2 separate regions of the Mus musculus genome follow, and region 2 is linked to region 1. The links are chromatin contacts, called in public Micro-C maps. All regions are on one chromosome and are shown on one strand. Each heading gives the region's core, a stretch centred on a gene start, on an enhancer-like site or on the middle of the called end of the contact. The rest is flanking DNA. Distances are from core to core; before and after follow the strand shown. Region 1 holds the start of Mecom (MDS1 and EVI1 complex locus). Region 2 holds the start of Lrrc34 (leucine rich repeat containing 34).

Evidence for each region. A called contact is a pair of places that touch in the nucleus more often than the background predicts.
Region 2: a contact with region 1 is called in a Micro-C map of embryonic stem cells, with 2.7 times the contacts expected there. The contact joins the promoter of Lrrc34 here to the promoter of Mecom in region 1. A contact is called at or near these places in 1 of 39 promoter capture datasets (embryonic stem cells), 3 of 484 Hi-C or Micro-C datasets (all in embryonic stem cells), 1 of 115 datasets of contacts at active chromatin or transcription factors (embryonic stem cells) and 3 of 9 other capture datasets (adipose tissue, liver and pancreatic islet).

The regions. Positions count from the first base shown.
Region 1 is chr3:30,507,948-30,511,561 of GRCm38.p6, reverse strand. It overlaps Mecom (MDS1 and EVI1 complex locus), which reads left to right and starts at 1,803. Exons shown (of 16, transcript NM_001370769.2): 1 at 1,803-2,132. The coding sequence starts at 2,096.
Region 2 is chr3:30,645,749-30,649,362 of GRCm38.p6, reverse strand. Lrrc34 (leucine rich repeat containing 34) reads left to right here and starts at 1,545. Exons shown (of 11, transcript NM_027941.1): 1 at 1,545-1,693. Lrriq4 (leucine-rich repeats and IQ motif containing 4) reads right to left here and starts at 1,394. Exons shown (of 6, transcript NM_001290510.2): 1 at 1,103-1,394. The coding sequence starts at 1,137.

The DNA of each region.
Region 1 (3,614 bases), core at 554-3,053:
GCCCTTGTTTGTTCGCCTAGAACTTTTCCCTAAAGAATCTGACCTCTGCAAAACTCTAGAACCTCACACCCCCTTTCCTAGGAGAACATTTGCTGGTCAGAAGGAGGTCGCTCCTAAACAGAGTAGCTAGTAGATTTTGGGGAAGATTTTTAGAGTAGTAGACCTGTATCCATACAAGCAGTAGTAGCTTTGCACATATTAAAAGTACCAACACACACACACACATACACCTGCATGCAGTAGGCCACTAGAGCTCTAGTAGGTCTTGTAAAATCCCAGGTGCCTCTGTGGGGGAGGGGAGATGGAGATGGCAGGATTCCCTGGGATTCATGTGTGTGTGGGCTCCAGCATTTTCTCCTCTGGAAGCTGTTTTCACTCCGGTTCTCTGCCATTTCCTCCTTTACTTCCCCTGTCTCTCCCTCATATTTCAAGGTTACACATCTGTCTCCCTTGGGAGCTGTAGCTTGGTTCTCTAGGGACCTGTATCTTATGTCTGAATGCTCCTGGAATTACACAGCTCTGGGGAGGGAAAGGTGGTGGGTATTCTTAGATGAGGTAGGTCCTGTAAGCTTGGCCACCGAAGCCCCTGGGAATTGAACCTAGATATTCGCTCTCTCACAACCGCAGTCTGAGCTCAAACTAAATGAATACCAACAGGTGCAACTGAGTTCCCAACAACCCTGCTCGTCCTTGCTCTCTCAGAGGAGAGACCAGGACTTTCCTGCTTCTTCCGACTTGAGTTTTAGGATGGTAGCAGCACCGCACGGAAAAGATGGCAATTTTCTTTTATGGTGTCTGGCAGGATTTGCAGCAGATATTAATGGAGACATAAATAGCACGTGGAAGGTATTGAACACAACTGTTTAATGCAAGAAGGTTGTACTAAGAAAAATCCATACTGAGTTGGGAGTGATTCATACCTTGAACACACCTAACCCCTTGCGCCTTCATTTCTGCCTGCACACTTCATTAGTAAATTCTGTAATTAGGCACATTTCAACAATGTACGTTTTGTATTTTCTAGGTATGCGTATGGAATTTCCCCCCTTCCTCCTTCTGGTGACCCCAGAGGTTGTAGGTTTCAGTGAGTGAGTGGAAATGGCAGGCGGGCTGGGTAGCAGCAGGAGGCCGGAAGGTGCCGGCCGACCTTAGGCAAGGCAGGAGGTCTTGGATGTCAAATGTTCAGCCCGGCGGGACCTGGGCATCAAGGGCGATTGTTGCTACTTGATGGAAACAGACTACTGAAATGTTCCTAGGATGGCAGCTACCGTTGGTATTACAGCTAAAATCGAGAACCGGTTATTCATCCAAAGCGGAAGCCCCAGGAACTTCAGAAGGAGAGAGCGGCAGCAAGGGCAGAGCTCTGAAGTTCAAGATGCTTCTCGCCTTCTGATAACACGTTCACGGTCCAGTCCTCAGCCTAGTTCTTGTGTAGACGGAAAGATTTATCCTAAAGTTTTTTTTCCCTCCTCCGCTCGGTTCCCCTACAGACAATGTAATTTATGGTGGAGAAAACATTAATAATAATTATAATGCAGGCTTATTGACTCCCACACAGACATAGTCCTCTGCCCCACGAATCAATTCTCTGTCCAAGACTTTTCATTTCTTTTCTTTTTCTTTCTTTCTTTTTATTTTTTTTCCCGTTTGGGCGAAGTGTCTGCTCCCCTCCAGCTCCCCGCGCTCGCTCCCCGCCCCCTGCCGCCCTCCCCGTAGCTCCCTTTCTCCGCCTCCTCGGCGATTGCCATCTGACAAGATCTCCAAATCAAAGTGATAAATCGCTCCAAACTTTTTTTGGCGGCGCTGAGATGTTGGAGGGGCGTCTAACGCGCATGTGCGAAGGTGTCCAAACTGACAATGCTAGAGATAGCGAGTGTGGATTGAGAGAAAGAGAGAGAGGGAGGGAGAGAGAGTGAAAGACCGAGTGTGTGCGTGTGTGTGCGTGTGTGAGACAGAGGAGAGAGAGAGAGAGAGAGAGAGAGAGAGAGAGAGAGAGAGAGAGAGAAGGGAGGGGGAGAGAGAGAGCAAAAGAAGGAAAAGATCCAAGAAAAAAAAAACCTAACCACCCAGCAGCGGCTGCAGGACTGGGCACAGCATGAGATCCAAAGGCAGGGCAAGGAAACTGGCCACAAGTAGGTGCAATATCCCTTTTCTATTGGCTTCCCCCCCTTCTCTGCCATCTTGCGTATCTGTGTCTAGCGCACGGGGAGAGAGCGCGGGCTGCTTTGGCGCGGGGGGCCTGGGGTGGAAGGCAGGCACAGCGCAGCCGGCAGCCGGAGCAACCTGCCGATTCCTGCCTCCGCGCCCTGGCTCCTGCTCTGGGCGCAGTGGAAGCGCGGTAGCCCTGAGCCCCGCACCAGGACCAGCTGTGGCAACTCCGGGGTGGGGGTGGGGGCAGCAAAAAGCTGGGAGGGAGGGAGGAGGGCGCGCGCGAGTGAGCGCGAAGGGGTGGGGGGAGAGGAGAGTGTGTCCCCCTCCCCTCCCTTCCCCCCCCAGGCGGGGGAGAGTCGCCTCTGGCCAACCAGCTAGTTCCCGGAGCGGGAGGAGGGGGGAAGCGGGTGGGGGGGGGGCGGGCAGGGGAAGGGCGCCTTTCTGAAGCTCTGTTTGTTTCTGGGGTTTGGGACGGGTGGCGGGCTCCGAGGGAGCCGCGGTGGCTGTGGCCGCAGCCGGCCGCGATGGAGTTGGGAAAAGTTGCGAGGCGGCCGCTTGCAAGTTGCGCGGGCGATCGGCGCTGCGCCTAGCCGCGGCTGCGGTAGTGGGCGCTGTGCGCTCGGTCCTTGTACGCGGCGGCGTGTGCGACGCGGCGGGAGCCCTGGGGAAGGGGAGGCAGGGGGGCCGGGGGGGACACGGTCCTGGGGATGGGTGGGGGGAACCCCGGCAGCGCCGAGCTCTCGGCTCCGCAGAGTCACTCGGCAGGTGGGGAGAGCGGAGGCCGCGCCGGCGTTCTCAGGCCCGGGCGTGGAGGGCGCGCGGCCAGCCGAGAACGCTGCTCCGTAAGGCCAGGAGGGCGCGCTCCGACCCGAGAAGCCCGGGCTGGCAGGGCGCCGAGTGACCCCCAGGGGGCGGGCTGCCGGAACTCGGGGCCACCAAGGGGGAGCAGCTCAGCCTGCCGTTCTCTTTCTGGGTGCAGCCGGGGTCCCGGGTCACTCGTCCTCCCCGGCGCCCTCTGTCTGCCCGGAGCGGAGCAGCCTCGGTCACGCGGGACTAGGGTAGTGGGGTTTGGGGCTATGGGGGACTAGACTACCATCCCCCACGCTTTCAGGGAAGGCTTGGGTGACACTCCAGGACAGGGTAGGGTGGGAAGGGTTGCTTAGCAGGGACTAGTAGGAGTCTGAGGTGGGTTTGTTCAAATGCTTCTGCCCAGCGTTGAAGGGGGCCCAACGAGCAGCCTGCCGCCTTCTTACTCCCTCGGACATCAGAGCTGCTTCGGGAAAGGACCGGCCAGGCCGCCCATGCCTCTCACACTTGGACTTGAGGAATCTCGAACTCTCTTAATTGTTTTGTTTCGGACCAGAGAGACTAAAGATAGGATGTGGATAGTATGTTTGCCCCAGTGAAGTCCCCAAGCGTACCCCCCCATCCCTTGCACATTGGAATTTAGGGCTGGAGGCGCT
Region 2 (3,614 bases), core at 296-2,795, 140 kb before region 1:
ATACACAGTGAGACCCCCGTCTTATAAACAATAGAAAAACAAAAACAAATAACTTTTTAAGATGCTTATTTTGATTTAGTTTCAGATGAGTTCTAGAAGGTTCCAAAAGGTCATAGCTCTTGCCATCACCCCCAGAAGACATTGAGAAAAATTATATCATACATAATATATATTATATATAAAGTTATCAGAGATGAAAATTAATGATCAGCAACCACTTTTCTCTATGTATATAAAAGACCGGTGGAAGGTCATGTCTGGTGAGGCTGGGTAGGCAGAGAAGCCAGCCTTCCATAGGCAAACAAAAAGCTAACTGAACAAACCAACCATGCCTGGGACAGGAGAACCCAACCAAAGAGAACAATTTTTAATAGTTCCGTGGTTGTCAAGAGGGGCAACTCCTCTAGTCTGGAGTACTCGCAAGTGCAGGGTGAGTTTTCCCACCAGCCAGGGTTCCATTAGATATTTGATCGATAAGAGCCCTTTGGGGATGGTGCAGGTAGGACTAAGAAGAATCCTGGTCTCAGTCAGTTGCTGTACTGCTTGCTCCAGAGGCAGAGCACACCCCACTCCACCCCTCCCCTGCCCCTTCCCCCTCCCCTTTCCCCCTCCCACCCCACTGGTACAGCATCTCCAACCTTTCCTTTCTTCTACCTTCTTAATTCAAAAGAATCTGAGACAGAAAGGGGCAGAGGCTAACTTAGGGACTTTCCTGGAAACTCAAGGGGTAAATGCACATATTTCTGCACTTTAGCATGCTACCTGTGGAGAAAGGACCTTGAAACTCAATTCCTGTACCCACCCAGAACTTCGGCCTTGCCCGGGCTTTCCTGGTAGTAGAGGCAGAGGGATGGAAATTGCCTATGTGGCAAGGACTTACATATTTAGTTATTCACTTTTAACTTATCACCTCTCCTAGATTTCTGTGACTATTTCAGACCCCACTTCCAGACTAGATTCATCATCGGTGGGTCTACAACCGAGCATCCAAGGGTCCCGAACATCCTGCCCCATTCCTTCACAGCCTTACTACAAAGAAGATGCGAAGACTCCACATGGATACGACCTTGCCTGCCTCCATACTCTTGAGTACTGACTGTACCTGTGCATCTGCAGCTTGGCACTGGGATAGGCCATCTCAGATTAGTCTGGAAGTCGCCTTCTCAAGGAAACTCTTCCAGGGGGCTCTACCCCTTCAAAAAAAAAATCCTTTAAACTACTACACACTTGGAGGTTCTACCATTAGATTCCGAGCTTAGCCCTTCGGAAAAGGTGAGACAGGCTGGGTCACCAGGGTTTGTAGTCCTAGTCCCTAGCCCAGCAGATGAGGCTCCTAAACCCTCGAAGCTCCACCATCAGAATGTGTAACCTAGAGCGGATAGGCTTAAAGTGATGATCACTGCCTCCCACTTCAGGCCTCGAGGTTATAGAGTACCCCGCCCTCTTAACGGTGGCCCCGCCTCTTCCCTCTTTCTCCAAAAGGAAGCTTCTGTGGTTGCCATGGGAGCGACTCTGGTTACTGGACTCGTAGTGGGCCGAGCCCTGTGAGGACTGAGCAGGGGCAGACTGTTGAAAAAGCTCAGCCACGGCGGCCTTCCTCTTTAGAGGTCGAGGTCCGCAAAGCGAGCTGGGTAAGGGGCACCGGGCTCTAGGCGAAGGAAAGGGCAGCGGATCCCGCCTGCAGAAGCCCCAGGTATGGAGGCGCCCTTGACCAACGCTGGTCCCCTGTCTTCGTGAGGAGAGTGGCTTTGCTCTGGCCTCCCTCCTGCTTTTTGAGGAGGGTCTGGGGGAGGTATGCCGCGGGGAGGGGAGGCTCTGCGCCCCTGAATTTGTGGAAGTTACGGGAAAATACCTCAGATAAGCAAGAAGCTCCTCAGAGTTTTTCTGAGTTCCCACTTCTAGACTACCCACAGTTTCTTTTAATCACTTTATCTTATTTTTTTTTAAATATCATATAGAAGAAGGGATTTCATTGTGACATTTCCATTCATATATATAATTCCATGTGCACTTTGAGTGCATCCATGAATTTAACGAATTAAACATAAGACTGGGGATATATTCAGGAGTTGTTGGGCAGTTGTGAGAAACCAGAGTTCCTGCCACTACTTTTAGACTATTGTTTTAAAGTGTGTGTTGTGGGGGCCGGAGAGACTGCCCAGAGAGACATTAATAAGGGAAATAAGATGATAAAGGAGGGAACACCGACACTGCTAGTTTGACCTGGAGCCTGATGGAAGAGGAGGACGGGGCTGCGGAAAGACTGTATGCTTTTGTCCTCCACCCATGGGTGTGACTGCTGCCTTCTCAGTCACGGGGCCTCTGAAGAAAACAGCGTGGAGAGACTCAAGTCCTGCCTTTGCTTTTGACCCCTAGAAGGGCAGACACCATTAGTGCTGGTGTTCCACCCCCAAGAAGTTAGTAGCCTGAGGCAGGAAGGGCGCCAGTAGAAAGGCGCCCAGCTCTGGCTTTTGTTTAGAAACCACAGGAGCATCTGTTTCCAGGATGCTAATACTGCACTTAGTTGATGTTCCTTCCCTAAGTGCCACAGACATCTCAGAATGGGGCATTCAGGTCCCATCCCCCCTTCCGAAGCTCAGCAGAACCTAAATATTATAAATATCCTAAGTCCTGGTGTATCTCTCTCACACACATACAAACACAAATAAACTTAAAATAACTATTTTAAAAATTATAAGAAAAGTTCATTTCCTTTCAGCTTAAATATAGCAGATCTTAGGTCTTGGTCTGCAGCTTTGAGTGGTAAACTCTTAGAGTGTAGATGGCCACTCAGCAGTGGATGCTTTTAAAATATAGAAATTTAGAGAAGCAGCTGGCATCTAAGAAGCCAGGCTACTTAAAGTGTGAGGTGGCAGAGTGTATTCTGAAATACATGTACACAGAAAGTAGAATAATCAAGCCAGTAGCATGAGTGTTTTACAAGAGTAAGAACATGGCTTCCATTATGGAGGACCCAGAGTTCACAAGAAATGTCTTTAAAGTAATATTGGAGCCAGGTGTGCTAGCACACACCTGTGATCCCCGATACCTGTGTAGCCGGGGAAGGATGACTGTGAGTTCAAGGCCATTCTGAAGAACACAGCGAGACCCTGTGTTTAGAAGAAGAAAAGAAAGGAAAGGTAACAGTTTAAAGTAGTGGAACTACTAGGAAAGCTGCTGCGTAACAGAGACCTCAGCTCCTATTTGTTTATTTTTATTAAAAGCAAAACATAGGTGGGGGTGGGGTGATGGCTGAACCGGGTGAAGCACAAGTATGGGGGTGTGAGTTTTGATCCCTAGCTCTCATATAACAGCCAGGCTTCAGGAGTGTATGTCTGAAGCCCTAGCGTTTGGGGTTGGAGATGGGTGGCTCTCAAGGGCTCTGGAGCCAGCCAATCTAAGCCTAAACAGTGTCTGTAATAGTGGTTCAGTGACATTTCAAACAATAGGGCAGAGAACAGAGGACAATGACACTTGATAGCAACCTCTGGCTTCCACATGCACAATCCCTGGATTTCCACCACACACAGGAAGTAAAGACTTAGAACGAGGAGATGGAAGAGGGCCTAGGTAGGGGAAATGCTTCTGAGAGCTAGACCTCAATCTGCTGTGAA